Linked DNA regions of Xenopus tropicalis: region 2 is linked to region 1. A link is a contact called in public Hi-C data. All regions are on one chromosome and are shown on one strand. Each heading gives the region's core, a stretch centred on a gene start, on an enhancer-like site or on the middle of the called end of the contact. The rest is flanking DNA. Distances are from core to core; before and after follow the strand shown. Region 1 has its middle 9.4 kb from the start of ercc6l. Region 2 has its middle 17 kb from the start of tsc22d3.

Region 1 (3,919 bases), core at 1,021-3,520:
TTTTGGCTGACTCTTTACAGTCAGGAAAAAAACATCTCAAATGTTACTTTGCTTAGAAGTTAGAAGAGTCATCTGATGTTTCTCTAATTAGTATTAAAAACATCACAACATCATCTTCTCAGTTAGTTTTTTTCCTGACTGTCCCAATGACTAATTTTACATTTAAAATTTGTAGAAGAGCACTCTAAGCAGTTTTACAACTTTTTAGGGTTAACATATCCTTTGATTTGTTCTACTGTACCATGCTGCATATACAAATATGAACAAAACAGGGATCAATCCAATCATGAAATAAAAATACTAAATACAGTTACATTCAAGTTTAAGCACTATGTGAGAGACAAGGATGGAGGGCCCTGTTTTACAGAGTATACAATCTAAGTGGGGAGGAACTGGTTTAGATATTTGATAGAGAAGACTACAATGTTATGTAATGGTAAAAGATGCTTTTTGGGGTTTAGGGCCTTTTGTGTGTTTGACTTGTGTTTTTGATGCAGGTTTGAGTGCACCTAAACGCATCAGCTAATACAGTGCTGTCCAACTTCTACGGTGCTGAGGGCTGGAATTTCTCTAGCATACATGGTGGAGGGCCGCTAATGGAAGCCAGTTTTGACCACTCCCCTTTTTGAAACCACACCCACTTCAAACCACACCTATTTTATCACAATGGTGGTAGCACAGCAAAATCCCAAATGCTTGGTCCTTACTGTGGGGATATCAACCATCATTCATATGTGAAAGAATTATGTCATATTAAGATATACCCTTAAATTCCATATGCCTCCTCCTCCCCTGTGGATAGCACAGCAACCCCCAGTACATAATTACACACCTTAGGGACCATTTAATGGCTATTTCCAACTGCTAACAAACTCCCACAACAAACCCCTGCCAGGTTCACCTCCCACAAGCAGCATAGGGCAAGCAGAGTATGGCACATACAGGCAGCACTCTGCCTGTCCTATGCTGTCTGTGTGTGCCATACTCTGCCTGTCCTACCCTGCCTGTGTGTGCCATACTCTGCCTTCCCTATGCTGCCTCTGTGTGCCATACTCTGCCTGCCCTACCCTGCCTGTGTGTGCCATACTCTGCCTGCCCTACCCTGCCTGTGTGTGCCATACTCTGCCTGTCCTACCCTGCCTGTGTGTGCCATACTCTGCCTTCCCTATGCTGCCTCTATGTGCCATACTTTGCCTGCCCTACCCTGCCTGTGTGTGCCATACTCTGCCTGCCCTACCCTGCCTGTGTGTGCCATACTCTGCCTGCCCTACCCTGCCTGTGTGTGCCATACTCTGCCTGTCCTACCCTGCCTGTGTGTGCCATACTCTGCCTTCCCTATGCTGCCTCTATGTGCCATACTTTGCCTGCCCTACCCTGCCTGTGTGTGCCATACTCTGCCTGCCCTACCCTGCCTGTGTGTGCCATACTCTGCCTGCCCTACCCTGCCTGTGTGTGCCATACTCTGCCTGCCCTACCCTGCCTGTGTGTGCCATACTCTGCCTGTCCTACCCTGCCTGTGTGTGCCATACTCTGCCTTCCCTATGCTGCCTCTATGTGCCATACTTTGCCTGCCCTACCCTGCCTGTGTGTGCCATACTCTGCCTGCCCTACCCTGCCTGTGTGTGCCATACTCTGCCTGCCCTACCCTGACTGTGTGTGCCATACTCTGCCTGCCCTACCATTCCTGTGTGTGCCATACTCTACCTGCCCTATGCTGGCTGTATGTGCCATACTCTGCCTACAGTACCTATGTCTGAGGTGTGAAGAAGTGAACAATGGGAGTGATTACAGTCTGAGCCTGAGGTGTGAACACTGCAGGGGGTGAACAAAGGTGTGAAAAACACAGGGGATTACATTTTTAAACAATACAGAGGGATTACAGCCTGAATCTGAGAACCATGCAGGGGGCCAGTTAATCTCAGTACTGATACCATTTAATGCTTACTCAAAGGTAAGCCATCAAAGCAGCCAGACAGGTGGGGGGCCACACAGAGGGGGGTCGCGGGCCGCCAGTTGGACAGCACTGAGCTAATGGATTCCATTATATTCTGCCTGTTTGTACTCTTGAGCATTCAGAGTTTTATTGCATTCACGTTTAATTGCATTTTTAAGACACTGCATGCTGCATTTTCTTGCACTTGATGTGCATTCAGTAGCCAATAGAATGATGCCATTCCTCCTTTTTATTAGCCTGTAATATGTATATTAACCACAAGGTGTCACTGTTTTTTAAGGTTTGTACAAAAAGTTTGTAGGGTTTGTGCTGCGTCATTTTGGATTGGCTCAAAACTTGCAGTTTAACTTCTGTATTTCCATTCGTTACTATCTTGTTTCATGGCTTGTATCTATACTGACTTAGATTTATTTACTGTATATTACTGTGGTCCTTGCTGGTGTTTGTCTAATGCACTAGTCTTTGTGCAACTGTATTTTAGCTGGATCCCTGTGTATTATGAATTATGCATTAATTTGTAATTGAAAAGTTTTCATTTCCCTTCTTCAGCCTATTTGAAAAACTCAAAACAAAAAAAAGATCAGAATGACATTTTACCAAATTAGTTGAGTGGACTGACCTGAATATGAATTCATAAACAACAAACCAATTTAGCAGTGAAACATGCAAAATACATGTAATGGTTACAGGTAATTATAAAATAAAAAAATAAAGTATACTATACCAAACAACATAAGGGTGCATCCCAGTGCCACATGATCCCAACACGCCACCCTCCTTTTGCATTTGCACCATTGTGTGCTTCATCAGAGGTGGTGTGGTATAAACAAGTCATTTCCCTTAAATGCCCTCCACTTATATTTTCTACAATGTACAGGGCCACATCATAGCCTTGCATCAAGCATATATAATCAAAACTTTATTAGGAGGTGTATAATAGGACAAGAATCCAACAACACACAATAAAGTGCCATATTGCATGATTCTAGTGAACAAACACCAATAGTGATGAGCGAATCTGTCCCCAAAATTTGTCTGCAAAGTTTGCGAAACGGCAAAAATGTTTTTTGGGCAATATTTTTGTCTCCTGCACCCCCGCAAGTCGCCGTGACCGCACCCATTTTGACACAGACACGCCCTTTTTTGACACGCCCAGATAACTACTGAAATTCCAAACTGGAGAGCTACTGAACAAAAAAATGTAAAGGTGAACTAACCCATTACTAAAAGAAAAACAATTTTTTTTACCTAACCACAAAACAGTTTTTTTCTAGAATGTCCCTTTTTTTAATCAGTATATAGCTTTATGGATACATGGGCACGTCCCTTTATTTTTTGGAGAAATATCTTTCAACACAACAGGAAAATGAAAGCACTTGGTTCCTTCCTCCTCGTTAGCATTTCATTGATGGTTCCAGTAGTCAGAGTTAGGAAAGGTTGTGGCCAGTTTAGCAACATCTGCAACTCTGTGAAGCATTTAAAGGAGAAGGAAAGGTAAAAACTAAGTAAGCTTTATCAGAAAGGTCTATGTAAATACAGCCAGTTCTGCGCAGTTCTCTCCTCTCTCCCCTTTCCTGCTCCCCCTCCCACCAGAATGCTAAGAACTCCCTCCCACCTCCCTTAGAAATGTGTGATCTGAGCTATAACGGCAAGAGCTGCAGGCAGGAAGTTACTTAAAATGGCAGCTGCTATCTTAAGCAAACGAAGAAAGCTTCTAAAGCTGTTTACTCAGGTATGGTAATGGTTTGTCCAGAATAAATATATTGTTCTAGGTGGCATTAATGTGGCAAATCTATTGGCAGTAAAAGGCCAAAATGACTTTCCTTCGCCTTTAATGAGATTCCGCTACATCACTTACATTTGGGAAATTAGTAATAAGTGCAATGGAACCAAGGGACAAGTAAGCCCTCCAAAGAAAGCAAAGTGTGGAATTTCAGCAGCTTATTGCTGGGGTCCAGTTTACCC
Region 2 (3,977 bases), core at 1,321-3,820, 63 kb after region 1:
TGTAGCTAAGCACCTTTACAAACCTTCAGGTACAGGTTTTCTTGCATTTGCCCTCACCCTAAGGGTGTCAGAAGTGTAGGATTGCCACCTTTCTTTGCTATTAATATCGGCCTTTAGGTTGGGGGGGCAGTTACATAAGTTAGGGGTGGGAAATGGGCGGGCTAGGTAGGAAAATTGGTAGATGGGGGGAATGGGCAGATGGGTGAGGATAATGGGAGGGGCAGGGGCTGGTTTCTTTTAAAAGGGGGTCATCTGTAGCAGAAAGACTTAGGGAAGGGAGGGATTATAAGTAAGGTTGTCACCCTTACAAATTTTAAATTTGTAATACTGGCACTGGCCCTAGCTTGGCTGGGTGGCAACCCTACAGATGTGCTGCCCAAAGCGCCAGCTCCAAAATGAAACAATAATAGTAAATAGGTGCCGAAGACCCAGGTTCAATGCCAGATTATTCTGTCAGGGCCACACAGCCTTCTGAGCAAGATAATAAAGAGTGCAGGAACTTAGCAAGATGGACCTACAGTATATTATCATGCATTGGACCAGGGCCTTCAGTGTCTGCCAACTCGCAGACTTTTGACGTCATGCACCAACGCACCAACGATGTTGCAATGAAAGGGCGGTTCCTAAACTGTACTTTAAAGCTGCATGGATATTAATAGCAAACAACAGACATAATATCCAGTGCCCTACTTTAGGAAACAGTTCCAAAGCTGACACATAATGTGGGACCTCTGAGTAAGGCTGATGTGGTTTCTCAGTGAATCCCACCTGATGCCACCCTGTGTGTCTGTAGTAAAAGTCATGAATAGGCTCTGCTTTGCATGCCATACACAAACGCTGACTTCAGCAAGAAAACGCGCATGTGTTTCCTGCCCCACATGCCCAGTGACAAAAATATCTCATTCATGCCCATTTCTACACACCCAGGGTGGCATTCGCCCCACTTATCACATGGATTTTAGCTGGAAGCACCCAAGTGTGCATTTTCTGGTTGATATCAGCTTTGTGTATGGAGTGACAGGCAGATCCCAATCATTCCTGTTTCTACAAAAACACGGTAGCATTGGTGTTTTCATTGCTTAGGAGGGCCCTACTTATTGCAGGTAGTGGATTTTAGCCAAAAAGTACTAGGGATGCACCGAATCCAGGATTTTTAAGCATGCGCTTTGTGTGCACTTCTGTTTAACCCTTCCGTAGACTAATTTCCATATTCAGTATTCGGCCGAATCTTTTACAAAGGAGTCAGGGTTCGGCCAAACCCAAAAATAATAGATTTGGAGCATCCCTAAAAGCACTCCAGTGTGCATTGGTAGATCCCAATCATGCCTGTTACTACACAAACAGGATGGCATTGATTGGGATCCACTGGTGGAAAAAAAACACAACCTACATCTGACTTTAAGGGTCAGCTACAAACAAATAGCACTCAGAGGCCCAGTGACTTATATATTCTTTGGTCCTAAGGCCAGGAAAAGTGACCTCCTTTATTCATCCTATACAACTGTAAATATCTGTAGGTGAATGCCACCCACAGTACCCCTAAGGAAACTGCTTCACGGAGTTTGCACACTGACCACCATATGTAATAAAAGACATTGGGTGTCTTTTTTATTAACACTGGGCAAATTTGCCCATAGGCAATAACCCATGACAACCAATCAAATTGTTGCATTCATTTTCCTACCAGCAACTGGCCAATTACTGGTTGGTTGCTGTGGGTTACTGCCCACAGGCAAACTTGCCCAGCATTGATATATAAGCCCCACTAAGTTTGCCCAGTAGTAGTAACCCATGACAACCAATAGGATGTTTGCTTTTAAACAGGTTACTAGTAAATTCTACCTCCTAATTGGTCTCTATAAGTTACTGCTCCTGCGCAAAGGTAGTGCCTTTTATTACATAACCCCAAGAGAGACTCTTGTCTAGCCTGAGTCCTTAATGGGCGGGGGTCACAATTGCCACAAAAACATTGCCTCATTCCATGATCAAAGCTGCCTCCGTTTATCAGCCCTAAAACATTTGCAAACACATGTGAATACTTTCTGTTTAGGGTTCCTTTAAGAGCTGCAGTGTAGGGTGAGTTATACTTCAGCAAAGAGCCATCACAGCTTATATACAGTATTGATTGATCTTGGTCACCGAGCCAGCTCTGGCTCAGGAGTGCAGGTGGAAATTATATTTATTTCAGTACAAGAGCAAAGGGGATATCCAAATATGGAGGCTTGCCTAGTAGGTGTGTGAGAGCCAGTTGGCGCTAGATCCCTCCGATACCCTCTGCCGCAGCGGGCAAATCAGTAAAGCACACAGCTCTGCCTATAACAAACAAACTTCATGCCTTCCTCATAAAAGTGCGTTTGTTGAAAGCATAAACAGGGCCAGACACAGCCTTTCAAACAAATGGGCTTTTCTGAACGTTTTTTTTTTTTTACCGCCTCTCTTCGTCTTGTTTATTTGTGTTGTCTTCTCACTGTACAAAGGCCCTGAAGAGGGGGGGAAGGAGTGGGCTGGCCAGGGGTTGTTCTAGTCTGGGGCGTAACTTGGATGCCAGACATTAAGAACTGGGAGTTCTGCCAAGGGCTTTATCAAAGGAAGCAGATCGGCCAGCAGCTGTGGATGGGAGCCTGCCAGCTGTCTCTCTCCCCTGCTTTATCATTTTTTTCCTTTTCGTTTTCTCTTACAATCTAGTTTTTTTTATCTCAACTTGTTAATTTCTTGCTAACACATTTATCCCTTGCCACCTTCCCCATTAGTCTTCCCCAATTCTTTCATCTCCACCCACTTTTACTTCTCAGGGATCTCCCTTGCTTCTCCCCTGCTTCACTTCCTGCGCCATCTTCCTGTCATTTCCAAGGCCTATCACCTACTTTTCCCATTTCCTTTCACCATTCTTGTCTTAGCTGATTTCCCACTTTTTTATCTGCTTGTCACTCCCCCTCCCCCTAACTTTCCCTGGGAACTGTGGATTTTTACCTATTATTTAGACATATGGGTGTGTAGAACAACAGACACAGATGACCCAACAGATACTGGGGAGGGCAGTAAAATAGAGAGGACCTAGTGGGAGTTGTGATTACTAAATTGTGCTCTGCATTCTGATGCAGGATGCAGCATGCAGCTGAAACGATAATTCAGTAAATTCATTCATTTAGTTTATAAACTAAAGACAATCTAGAAACAGAATGCATTCCACTGGCAAAAGGGCAATGTCCTACTTCATGGCTGTGCTAAGATTCTATGGTGGGTGACACTTAAATTGTCGGGAAAACTCAAGTAGAAAAAACTATGATTTGAGCCCCTACCTCATGTGTTTTCAGCCTCTGACCAGCTTGAAATACTGAGTTGGTTTTGACTAGAAAAAGTGTGTGTGCCATTTTTGGGCTGAAATGTGCATTGACAGGTAGATTCCATACCTGTTAGTGTATGAACAGATAGGGACAGTAAGTGAGGGGGCAAATTTTCTTTGTTTGTCCCAAAAAATGCTGCACCAAAGCACCTAAAATAGCCTTCTGTAGAAGACTTTGAGGTGTTTCTAAGGCAATTTCAGTGTTAGTCTGTGTGGGGCTGTCTCAGATGCCTTTCTGCTGGTTTTTGGGCTCTAATTATCAAAACATCCCCATGTGACATTGGCATAGGTATCTGGCCTTAAAAATCAACCTGTTGAGCAGTTTAACCATTCTTTAGCATACTACCCATCCGCCTGGATATATCTTGTGCCCCTGGGCGCAGTTTAAACAGTATCTGCTGATGGATCTTCTTAGCACATGGAGTGGGCTTTCCCATTTGTTTGGGATATCACTACAGAAAATGCTACGTGGTCATCTACATGGAAGGCCAGCATAGTATCCATCTATTTAGCCTGCATGATAGGAAACCACTAAAGTTAGGCTATGCCTGGCCCTACGGGCCTCACTTAAACTGGAACAGATAGTAGAGTGGATGAGACCTATGGCATGTTGTGGAAATCCTTCTGTCTTAGT

What was found. Hi-C and Micro-C count contacts between places; a contact is called where the count stands out from the background.
Region 2: a Hi-C map of liver shows a contact between it and region 1, with 5 times the contacts expected there. The contact joins two enhancer-like sites. A contact is called at or near these places in 3 of 5 Hi-C or Micro-C datasets (gastrula embryo, liver and neurula embryo).

Annotation. Positions count from the first base shown.
Region 1 is chr8:39,744,026-39,747,944 of UCB_Xtro_10.0, forward strand. No RefSeq gene overlaps it. Among named protein-coding and RNA genes, the nearest start is that of ercc6l, 9.4 kb to the left of the region's middle. Within about 2 kb of position 2,271, at least 2 of the 11 cell types and tissues checked have an H3K27ac peak or open chromatin away from gene starts, as enhancers often do. A contact at or near this core is called in liver, where this site is marked.
Region 2 is chr8:39,807,016-39,810,992 of UCB_Xtro_10.0, forward strand. It overlaps a transcript of tsc22d3 not described here. Among named protein-coding and RNA genes, the nearest start is that of tsc22d3, 17 kb to the right of the region's middle. Within about 2 kb of position 2,571, at least 4 of the 11 cell types and tissues checked have an H3K27ac peak or open chromatin away from gene starts, as enhancers often do. A contact at or near this core is called in liver, where this site is marked.